Regions from separate parts of the Sus scrofa genome. Here region 2 is linked to region 1. The links are chromatin contacts, called in public HiChIP or PLAC-seq maps. All regions are on one chromosome and are shown on one strand. Each heading gives the region's core, a stretch centred on a gene start, on an enhancer-like site or on the middle of the called end of the contact. The rest is flanking DNA. Distances are from core to core; before and after follow the strand shown.

What was found. HiChIP or PLAC-seq counts read pairs in DNA pulled down with a chosen protein or histone mark.
Region 2: an H3K27ac HiChIP or PLAC-seq map of skeletal muscle shows a contact between it and region 1. The contact joins two enhancer-like sites. A contact is called at or near these places in 2 of 47 Hi-C or Micro-C datasets (retroperitoneal adipose tissue and skeletal muscle) and 1 of 2 datasets of contacts at active chromatin or transcription factors (skeletal muscle).

The regions. Positions count from the first base shown.
Region 1 is chr3:110,492,790-110,497,165 of Sscrofa11.1, forward strand. The region is part of intron 2 of LOC106509865 (a long non-coding RNA gene); the gene reads left to right. Among named protein-coding and RNA genes, the nearest start is that of PPP1CB, 21 kb to the left of the region's middle. Within about 2 kb of position 1,777, at least 1 of the 83 cell types and tissues checked has an H3K27ac peak or open chromatin away from gene starts, as enhancers often do. A contact at or near this core is called in skeletal muscle, where this site is marked.
Region 2 is chr3:110,670,527-110,675,112 of Sscrofa11.1, forward strand. PLB1 (phospholipase B1, membrane-associated) reads right to left here. Exons shown (of 59, transcript XM_021087673.1): 19 at 3,870-3,928; 20 at 2,837-2,910; 21 at 1,260-1,303. Among named protein-coding and RNA genes, the nearest start is that of PLB1, 68 kb to the right of the region's middle. Within about 2 kb of position 2,800, at least 4 of the 83 cell types and tissues checked have an H3K27ac peak or open chromatin away from gene starts, as enhancers often do. A contact at or near this core is called in skeletal muscle, where this site is marked.

The sequences.
Region 1 (4,376 bases), core at 527-3,026:
ATATAAATTTTAGGATTATTTGTTCTGGTTCTGTGAAAAATGTCATGGGTAATTTGATAAAGGATCATGTTAAATCTATAGACGGCTTTGGGTAGTGTGGCCATTTTAACAATATTAATTCTTCCAATCTAAGGGCATAGGATATCTTTCCACTTCTTTGAATCATCCTCAATTTCCTTTATCAATGTTTTATAATTTTCAGTATGTAGGTCTTCCATCTAATAAACCAAGATGTTAGGCTTATTCCTAGGTATTTTTTTGGATGTGATTTTAAATGGTATTGTTTTTTGGCATTCCCATTGTGACTCAGTGGAAACAAACCCAACTAGTATCCATGAGGATGTGGGTTCTATCCCTGGCCTCGCTCAGTGGATTAAGGATCCTGCATTGCCACAATCTGGTGTGGGTCATAGATGCAACTCAGATCTGAAGTTGCTGTGGCTGTGGTGTAGGACAGCAACTGTAGCCCCAGTTGACCCCTAGCCTGGGAACTTCTGTATACCCTAGGCATGGCCCTAAAATAAATAAATAAATAAATAAATAAATAAATAAATAATAAATGGTATTGTTTTTATTTTCTGATATTTCATTGTTAGTGTAAAGAAGTGCAACATATTTCTGTATATTAATCTTATATCTTGCTTCCTTGCTGATTTCATCTATTAGTTCTAATAGTTTTTCTGTGAAGTTTTTAGAGTTTTTTATATAGGGTATCAGATCATCTGCAGAGAATGACAATTTTACCTCTTCCCTTCCAATTTGGATACCTTTTATTTCTTTTTCCTGTCTGATTGATGTGGCCAGACTTCCAATACTATTACAACTCAATTTTAAGTGTTATACTTAAGGAGTCCCATTGCAGAACTATTTAGGTTGCAGTGCTTCAAAAATTCCCTGAGTGGTTTTGCTGCTGAATCAGCGAAACCTGAAGAATTACCTTCACTTAACCTCTTCCTCCTGTTATGCCCATCTAAAATGCAGGAATGACTAGTGTAATTATCCATGTCACAGGGATGTTTTGAGGCTTAATTAGTGGTTATAACCCACTCTGAAGTATTCAGATGAAGAAAGAAATAGGAATGGCGCTGTTCTAAGTTCTGCTTACGAACTCTGACAAGTTACCAAACGTGGTATGTTGTACTCTACTTCCAAATGTACCAGCACAGTATGGTGCCTCCAAGATTCCATCTGATTTAATTAGAATTACCATCACTCACCAAATGCTAGTCAAGAGGATTCTATTCCTACATTATGTTCATTTTTTTAAAGGGAAGGTATCAATATAAGGGTAGTTCATAACAAGGACAACATTTAAAGAAATGACTTTAAACAGCTTGGTATGTTGCTATTGTCAGGAGACAGAACTTTTAGCCCCAAACTAAGATGCAACCTGGCTTTCAAAGCAGGGGCACCGATGTGCCAAATTCTGAGATCAAAAGTAAGCTTCAAGTCAAACCCTGTGAGTGCCATTAGAAACCTTCCCCAAAATAAATCCATTCTGCTGCATGATTCAGAAATGTCTTAAGATACCATCTTTTCCATCCTCAAGAAGCAGAAACCCTGAAATGTCAGCAATGAAAAACAATCTGGAGATGCTACTAAGACTCTGTCAAGGGTATAGTCTCCCTTCCTGGAGTAACCAATCAGCGTGGTTTTGCTTAACTTAAAAGAAAATCAAATCTGTGAGCAAACATGAATGTGGTGGGCTGAATAATGACAATGAATGTGATGGCAATGATAGTGGTGATAATAATGACAGCAAGCAGATGCTGAGGGCTTACTAGGTGCCAGACATGCCAGTGACTCATTTCATCCCTGCAATAGCCCTGGAAGATAAGACCTATTATTATCCCTGTTTTACAGACAAATAAACTAAGGCTTGGAGAAGTTAAGTAACTAATTTGCCTAAGGTTGTATAGCTTAGCAGCCAGGAGTGGCTTTCCACACATTGATGTGCTTATGGTTTCCCCGGAAAATAATTTAGTCAATATTCTCCGTCCAAAACCACAGATCCTGACTCAGAAGTGTGGGATGGAGCCTGGAAAAATACATTTTAAAATAAATACTCAAGGAATATTTGCTGTAGGTGGCCTTCATTTGGAAATCAGTGGCCCAGTTCTAGAAAAAAGAAGAAGCTGGGAGTAAAAATTTGCCAGTGTTTCTCCAGGACTGACCTTTCCTGTCCAGCTGCATAGTAGATCATGTGCCCAGCTGGGACTGTGTGTTCTTGCAATGAAAAACGACTCTTAATGAATGTAGCCTTTCAAGACATCCAACTTGATTTGTTCAGCTTCCATATTTAACATTTAATCATCTAACTTTAATTTGATTTATTAAATTGATTTTCCTATGAGGAAGAGTGTGTGCTGATCAACAACATGAATTTCAGTCGGTAGTTATAACTCTCATAGGTAATGAATAAAAGGCATTGTACTTTATTAATTAGTCTATTATAACTCTGATTAATGTGAATCAATTCCTCAGAGCCAGCTCTCTCCCGATTGAACTAAAAACAATGAGTTTATGAACCTGCAAACTTCAGGGCCGACATACATTTTGAAGCCTGATTTATCCTTTCCTTAGTATCACTGAGCTAGAAGACACATTTTGAAACCCAGAATCCTGACACCTCCATCCTTCTGAAGGGGTAGGTTTGTCAACTTTAATAAAACAATCCAAAAAAAGTCATTCATTTAGGTCCTACTCTTCCACCCTTGGCTTTTAAACACCTGTGACCTCGGAGATACTGAGGGGCATAGAGGTGAATTTTTAACGTCCTTGCCCTTGTGCTCTTCTCTGATGTCATTTGCTTGATTTGGAACACGGTATTACCTGGTAAATCTGGAAGAGACTTACAGATGACTTTGGCCAGAGACAATGCTATGGAGACTGAACCAACCCATATTACACACCCACCTTTCCATATTATATATATTTAAAACAGAGCAAACACGTAAGGCATGGTAAAGCAGTTCTAGTTTCCACAGTTCAGGTAAATGAAGAAATTATCAAGGAATTTACCTCTGCACACATCCCATGCTATGCTCTGGATGGAAGATCTGGTTTTTTTTTTTTTTTTTTTTTTTGTCTCTTTAGCTATTTCTTGGGCCGCTCCCACGGCATATGGAGGTTCCCAGGCTAGGGGTCGAATCTGAGCTGTAGCCACCGGCCTACGCCAGAGCCACAGCAACGCAGGATCCGAGCCGCGTCTGCAACCTACACCACAGGTCACGGCGACGCCGGATCGTTAACCCACTGAGCAAGGGCAGGGATCGAACCCACAACCTCATGGTTCCTAGTCGGATTCGTTAACCACTGCGCCACGATGGGAACTCCCGGAAGATCTGTTCTTATTCCCATTCTCCTCCTTGCTGACCACCCTCTGGCCTTCTTTTGTCTCCCAAGCTCACCAAGCCAGCTCCTCCTTAGGGGCCTTATCCCAGGCCTCCTCTACCTGTAATGTTCTTTGCCCTCATTTCCCAATAATTGGCACGGACTTTTCATTCAGGTCTCAGCTTACCCTGATGACTCCCATCTCTATTATATTATTCAATTCTGTTTTCTGTAGAGCACTTATCAGCTGCTGATATTTATCTTTCTTTATTTTTTAATAGTCTGTCTCTTTCAACTAGAATGTGAGCCCCACTAGGTCAAGAATCATCTGTTATGTCATATTTTCACTTTCGTATCTGCAGTGCTCCCAAAATATGCCTGACACAGGAGAGCTGTTGGGGAGGCAAGAAAGAAAGACAGTGGAGAAATACATTTCTGATCTGAGGTTGATTCTGATTGTCAGAGGCATCCAACTAGCTATTTCTTTGCTTAAGAGCCAAATATTTTTATCCACCTCCTTTGAAAACAAACCAGAGATTTAAAAGATATGTTGAGTTCATTGCTTAAGACTATTTAATAGTAGTCAAAAACCAGATGAGTTACACTGAGAGTCTTTACTAGGTATTTGTCATCATTAGCTCAGTCTAATAAGTTATTACAAAATGAAATTAGGAAAAACTGCTTAAATGCCTGAATTTAGGTAGTTAAGTTTTAAAGTATAATAAAAACAGTTATACTGAAGGTTTTCTTTTCAAAGAGCTCAAAAATGCCTTTGTTGGCAGTAAATGGGGTAATGGCTTCCAAAGAAACCTGGAAGTAGGAAATGAACTTGCCTGTTGAGAGTTAAATGGGACACACACACACACACACACACACACACATCATGATATGTAAGTCAAGGAGTAAACTGATAGATAACCAGTGTGTAACTGGGGACTTTAGAAACACCTACACATTCTGCTAAGGCGACCCCAGAGGTAATTGCAGGATGGTGAGCACCAGAATGTGACTGTTAGTTTAACAAGCATAAAGCAATCAATTGT
Region 2 (4,586 bases), core at 1,550-4,049, 180 kb after region 1:
ATGCCAGGTCCTTAACCCACTGAGCGAGGCCAGGGATGGAACCCGCATCCTCATGGATCCTCATCGGGTTCGTTAACTACTGAGCCACGACGGGAACTCCCAGTGAAAGGTCTTGAGTCTGATAATTTCCTCTCGTCTCACCCACCATAACAGCACGGGAATTAGAGAGCTGTTGTATATGCTGGCCTAGCTCACAGCCCAGTCAATTACATTCACAAAAGCAACCAAACCACCTCCTGGCGATGGCGGAGCTTACTTATAGCACTTGTGTGTGGACCTAGAAATAAAGAAGACACAGTGCTTGTGCCATAGAACTGTACCTGCTTAAATTCAACAGGATTTGCAAATAGCAAGAGCAGATGACACACGTGAAGCCCAAGCAGTTCTGCCCGTGGGGAGGTTAAGCCACCTCTATTATCAAAATCCCCGTGACTTAAAGCTCAGATAGTTTCTTAGCTTCTAAAGATGTATTACCCAGGGATAATCCCAAGAAAAGGAAACGAGAATGGGGCCGATTAAATTCCTCTCAAGCAAAATTATTGCCAGAAGATTTTAAGGGAGAAGAATTCAATTGTAACATGTGTTGTATGTGTACTTGAAGAATAAGGCACTGTGTGGGCACGAAGGAGAATAAAAAGACCAGACTGGACCATTCAGGGAATGTAGTCAGGCTTAAAAAAAAAAAGAAAAAAAAAATCATCCCAAGCAGGTTGCTAGTGAAGTAATTTAAGGAGAATGTGGGTGTCTGGGTGTGCTTGCCCAGCCTAAACCGGGTAACCTCATCTCTTAGTGCTACAATAGCAGCGTTTCCCAAAGCAACACACAGGGATTCAATGTCATTGTATGCAGTGGTGCCTAATGCAGCCCACATCTAGATGGATGCCTCCCAGAAACTGCTCTGCTCAGAATGACAGGCAAAGCCAAAATGGATTTCCTTCCCTTCCTTCTTCAATCATTTCTTAAAAATGCCTTGCACTAACTGTTGGCCTGAGCATTCTTTCCGTCTTACTCTCCTCCTTCCTTGGACAAATACAATTTCTCTTAAAAAAAAAAAAAAAAAAAAAAAAAAAAACTCTGAAGTCTTTAATTATGCTCAGGCAGCAGAGCAGGGAGGCTGCCTCGGCGAAGCAGCGCCCCCTGCCGAACGCGGCTGTCTCCTACCGCCAGGTTCCCTGCCAAGCCCACCGGCGCCGCCAGGGGGCGCTGCAGAAACGCGCACGGCCGCCGCGAGCCCGCCCCGAACCCCAGGCAGTACTCACTTGGCAGGGTGGTGACACTGCTGAGATTATGATCACCGCCAGCGCTGCGTTGGTGGGACAAAAAAGAAAAGGAAGGTTAAAAATGCCAGCGACGCTGAAACACCTTTCACCTTCAGAGAAACGCCCTGGGAGCAGGGGGCTTGCCCTTTCCTCCTTATTTTTGTAGAAAAACTGGGGAAAAAAAAAAAAAAGAACCAGAATACAGTACGTCCCCTCTCCTTGCCCCACAAACCGGACGGTCCAAACAAAACACGGGTTTAAACCGTCATGGCTGAGTTCTTTGTTTTTAACTTTGAGCTTTGACCTTGAGGCAGGGGAAGGAAGGGTCCCCTCCAGCACCGGCTTCCAGAGGGAAAGTGGCCCTTTCTGGAATGCAGAGCCCAGCCCTGCCCCAGCTAGGGACTGCAGCTGTGCATTGTTAATTATTATTATTACTATTGAAAACACAGCTAAAACAAAAAAAAAAAAGGGGGGGGGGTTGCCTTCATGGTTCTCTTCCTGTTTGGTTTGGGGAAAACCCTAAAAGGTAGCTTCCAGAGAACAAGCCATCTTAAGAGCTACTTCTCCAGTTCCCAGGAAATCAAAGTTGGATGGTTTCTTGGCATGAAAATAGGCGGCATTTCAGAGCTGATTGGATTCCCCATTTTTCCACATCTCCTCGTTCTCTAAGGATGTCTGGGACTGTTTCAAAGGTTCTCAAAATGTCTGGGGCTTGACTCTGTGTAGCATCATCAGGCAGGAGGCCAGGGCTTCCACACTCAGGTTCAAGTCGGTGCCAGAGATCCCGGGTCCAGGCTGAGGAAACACCAAACCTGCCCTCTCGTGCTTGGCAGGAGCTGAGCTTTCAAAGCACAGAGATAACGCAGGGGTGCGGCTCACCGCAGCTTGTGGTGGCCTGGATTGGATTCCTGGTAGAGCAGGAACAAGCCTGCACAAAACTGTACGTGATGGTGGCAGATGCACCAGATTAGGGGTCAGGAATTATCTGTTCTACCTTTTGCTCTTTCACTATCTGTGTGATCTTGGACAGATTACTTGCCCTCTCTGAGCCCTGTTTCCTCCTCTGTAAAACGAAGGCCCTTTAACAATGATCCCAGTACCTTGGTGTCAGGTACTGTGCTGGGCCTTTAAATTCCCTCTAAGCCTTGAGACAATGCTAAGGCAGTATTGTTGCCCCTGCATTAAAGATGAGGAGACCAGCTCAGAGAGGTTGATTAACTTGCCCAAAGCCACAAGAGGAGGTGGCTGGGGCTCAGGCACAACTCTGGTTCTGAAGGCTGCTGCCTCCTCCTGAGATCACAGCCCAGAGGGAGACGTGCAAGCCAAGTCTTTTCCAACCCAAATATTTGAGTAGTTTTTCCCCGAAACTGCTGCAGCTCAGGTCCCAGCTTGTTTGGGCAATGCAGCGAGTGGTTTGGGGAAGCTGATAAATACCTTCCTTAAATTAAACCTAGAAGTTTCTCATGGAACAGCATAGGTGACTCATCATTCTGCTAGAGAACTTGTCTTCTACGTGCTCAGGGGTCCTCCCCTTCCTGCCACGAGGCGTCTCGGGGCGTTGCCACACCTGCACTCACCTCCAGGACAGACCTCGGTACTGAGTCAAGACGTCCAGGACGTTCCCAGGCCTGGACCCGGCCCCGTTACCTGCCTGAGAGGGAACAACAGGGGGTTGAGTTCCCCGCCCACCAGAGTGCCCCTGTTCTTGTCCCAGCTGGGCTGGAACGCCTGGCACTTTAGAATCAAGAGTTGTGACAGTACCACGTCTTGACGTGCATCCTGCCTCATCAGAAATGAGCTTGAACTCCTGCCCAGACCAGGATCAGGTGACAGAAGTGTCTAGGCTAGTGATCCAGGCTGGCAGAAGTGCTCTGAAAATTAGACGGCAGTGTACAGTTTTCCAAAGGCCATGTTTCAGGGCACAATCCTCCCCTCCCCCCTTTTTGTCTTTTTACAGCCACACCTGCAGCCTATGGAAGTTCCTAGGCTCGGGGTCAGAGTGGAGCTACGGCTACCAGCCTACGCCACAGCCATGGCAATGCCAGATCCGAGCCACGACTTCGACCTACACCACAGCTCAAGGCAATGCCGGATCCTTAACCCACTGAGCAAGGCCCAGGATCGAACCCGAATCTTCATGGATACTAGCCAGGTTTTTAACCCACTGAGCCCCAATGGGAACTCCCTACAATCCACCCCTTCTTTAAAAAGTTGTGCACTTGGAGTTCCTGTTGTGGCTCAGTGGTTAATGAATCCGACTAGGAACCATGAGGTTGCAGGTTCTACCCCGGGCCTTGGTCAGTGGGTTAAGGATCTGGCTTTGCCGTGAGCTGTGGTGTAGTTTGCAGATGTGGCTCGGATCCCCAGTTGCTGTGCCTGTGGCGTGGGCCGGCGGCTATGGCTCTGATTCAACCCCTAGCCTGGGAACCTACATGTGCCACAGGAGCGGCTCAAGAAATGGCAAAAAAAGACAATAAATAAAAAAAGAAAAAGTTGTGCACCATATCATAAAGTCAAGTATTTTGCAATCCTTTGATACGAATCAAAGCTTCTCCTATTAACCAAACTCTCCTCCTCTCCTGGCCCTTCCTTCTCCCACCAGCAACTCACCGTGATTGAGTCACCCAGGGCTCCGATGACCTTGATGTCAGCCAGCTTCAGTCTGTGAACTGAGAAGGAAAACACAGATGAGCACAAGTTGGGCTTCCTGTCTCTTCTGAAAACAAAGGAGCAACTTCCAGCAAAACTGCGACAAAGTCCATTTTTCAAAGCAATTCAGTTTGGACCACACCATGAAAAGCCCATCCTTATCCAAAAGCTCAGCAGTAGCAGCCGTGGAGTCTGCCAGCCAGTCTCCCCCTTGGGCACGTGGACTCAGGGCTGGGGAGCTGGAAGGTGGCCCTGGTGTGTGGGGGGGACCTGATGCCACGGTGGGCAGTTACCCTCAGGGCGTGAAGCAGTCCCAGGCAACGTGAGCTGGGGCTAAGGTGAGGGGTGTGGTGGAGGTGAAACCCACTACTTCATCTATTCTAGGCTCTGTTGCTCTTTGGAATAAAATATCATCTTAGAAAAAAATCAGAGCAGTTTTTCTAAAGTGAAAAGGGAAATGCCTTTATACCACTGGCTATTTTTTTTTTTAATCAAGGTGAAGTTCACCTAACATAAAACTCACAACTTTTTTTTTTTTTTGTCTTTTTGTCTTTTTTGTTGTTGTTGTTGCTATTTCTTGGGCCGCTCCCGCGGCATATGGAGGTTCCCAGGCTAGGGGTTGAATCGGACCTGTAGCCACCGGCCTTCGCCAGAGCCACAGCAACGCGGGATCCGAGC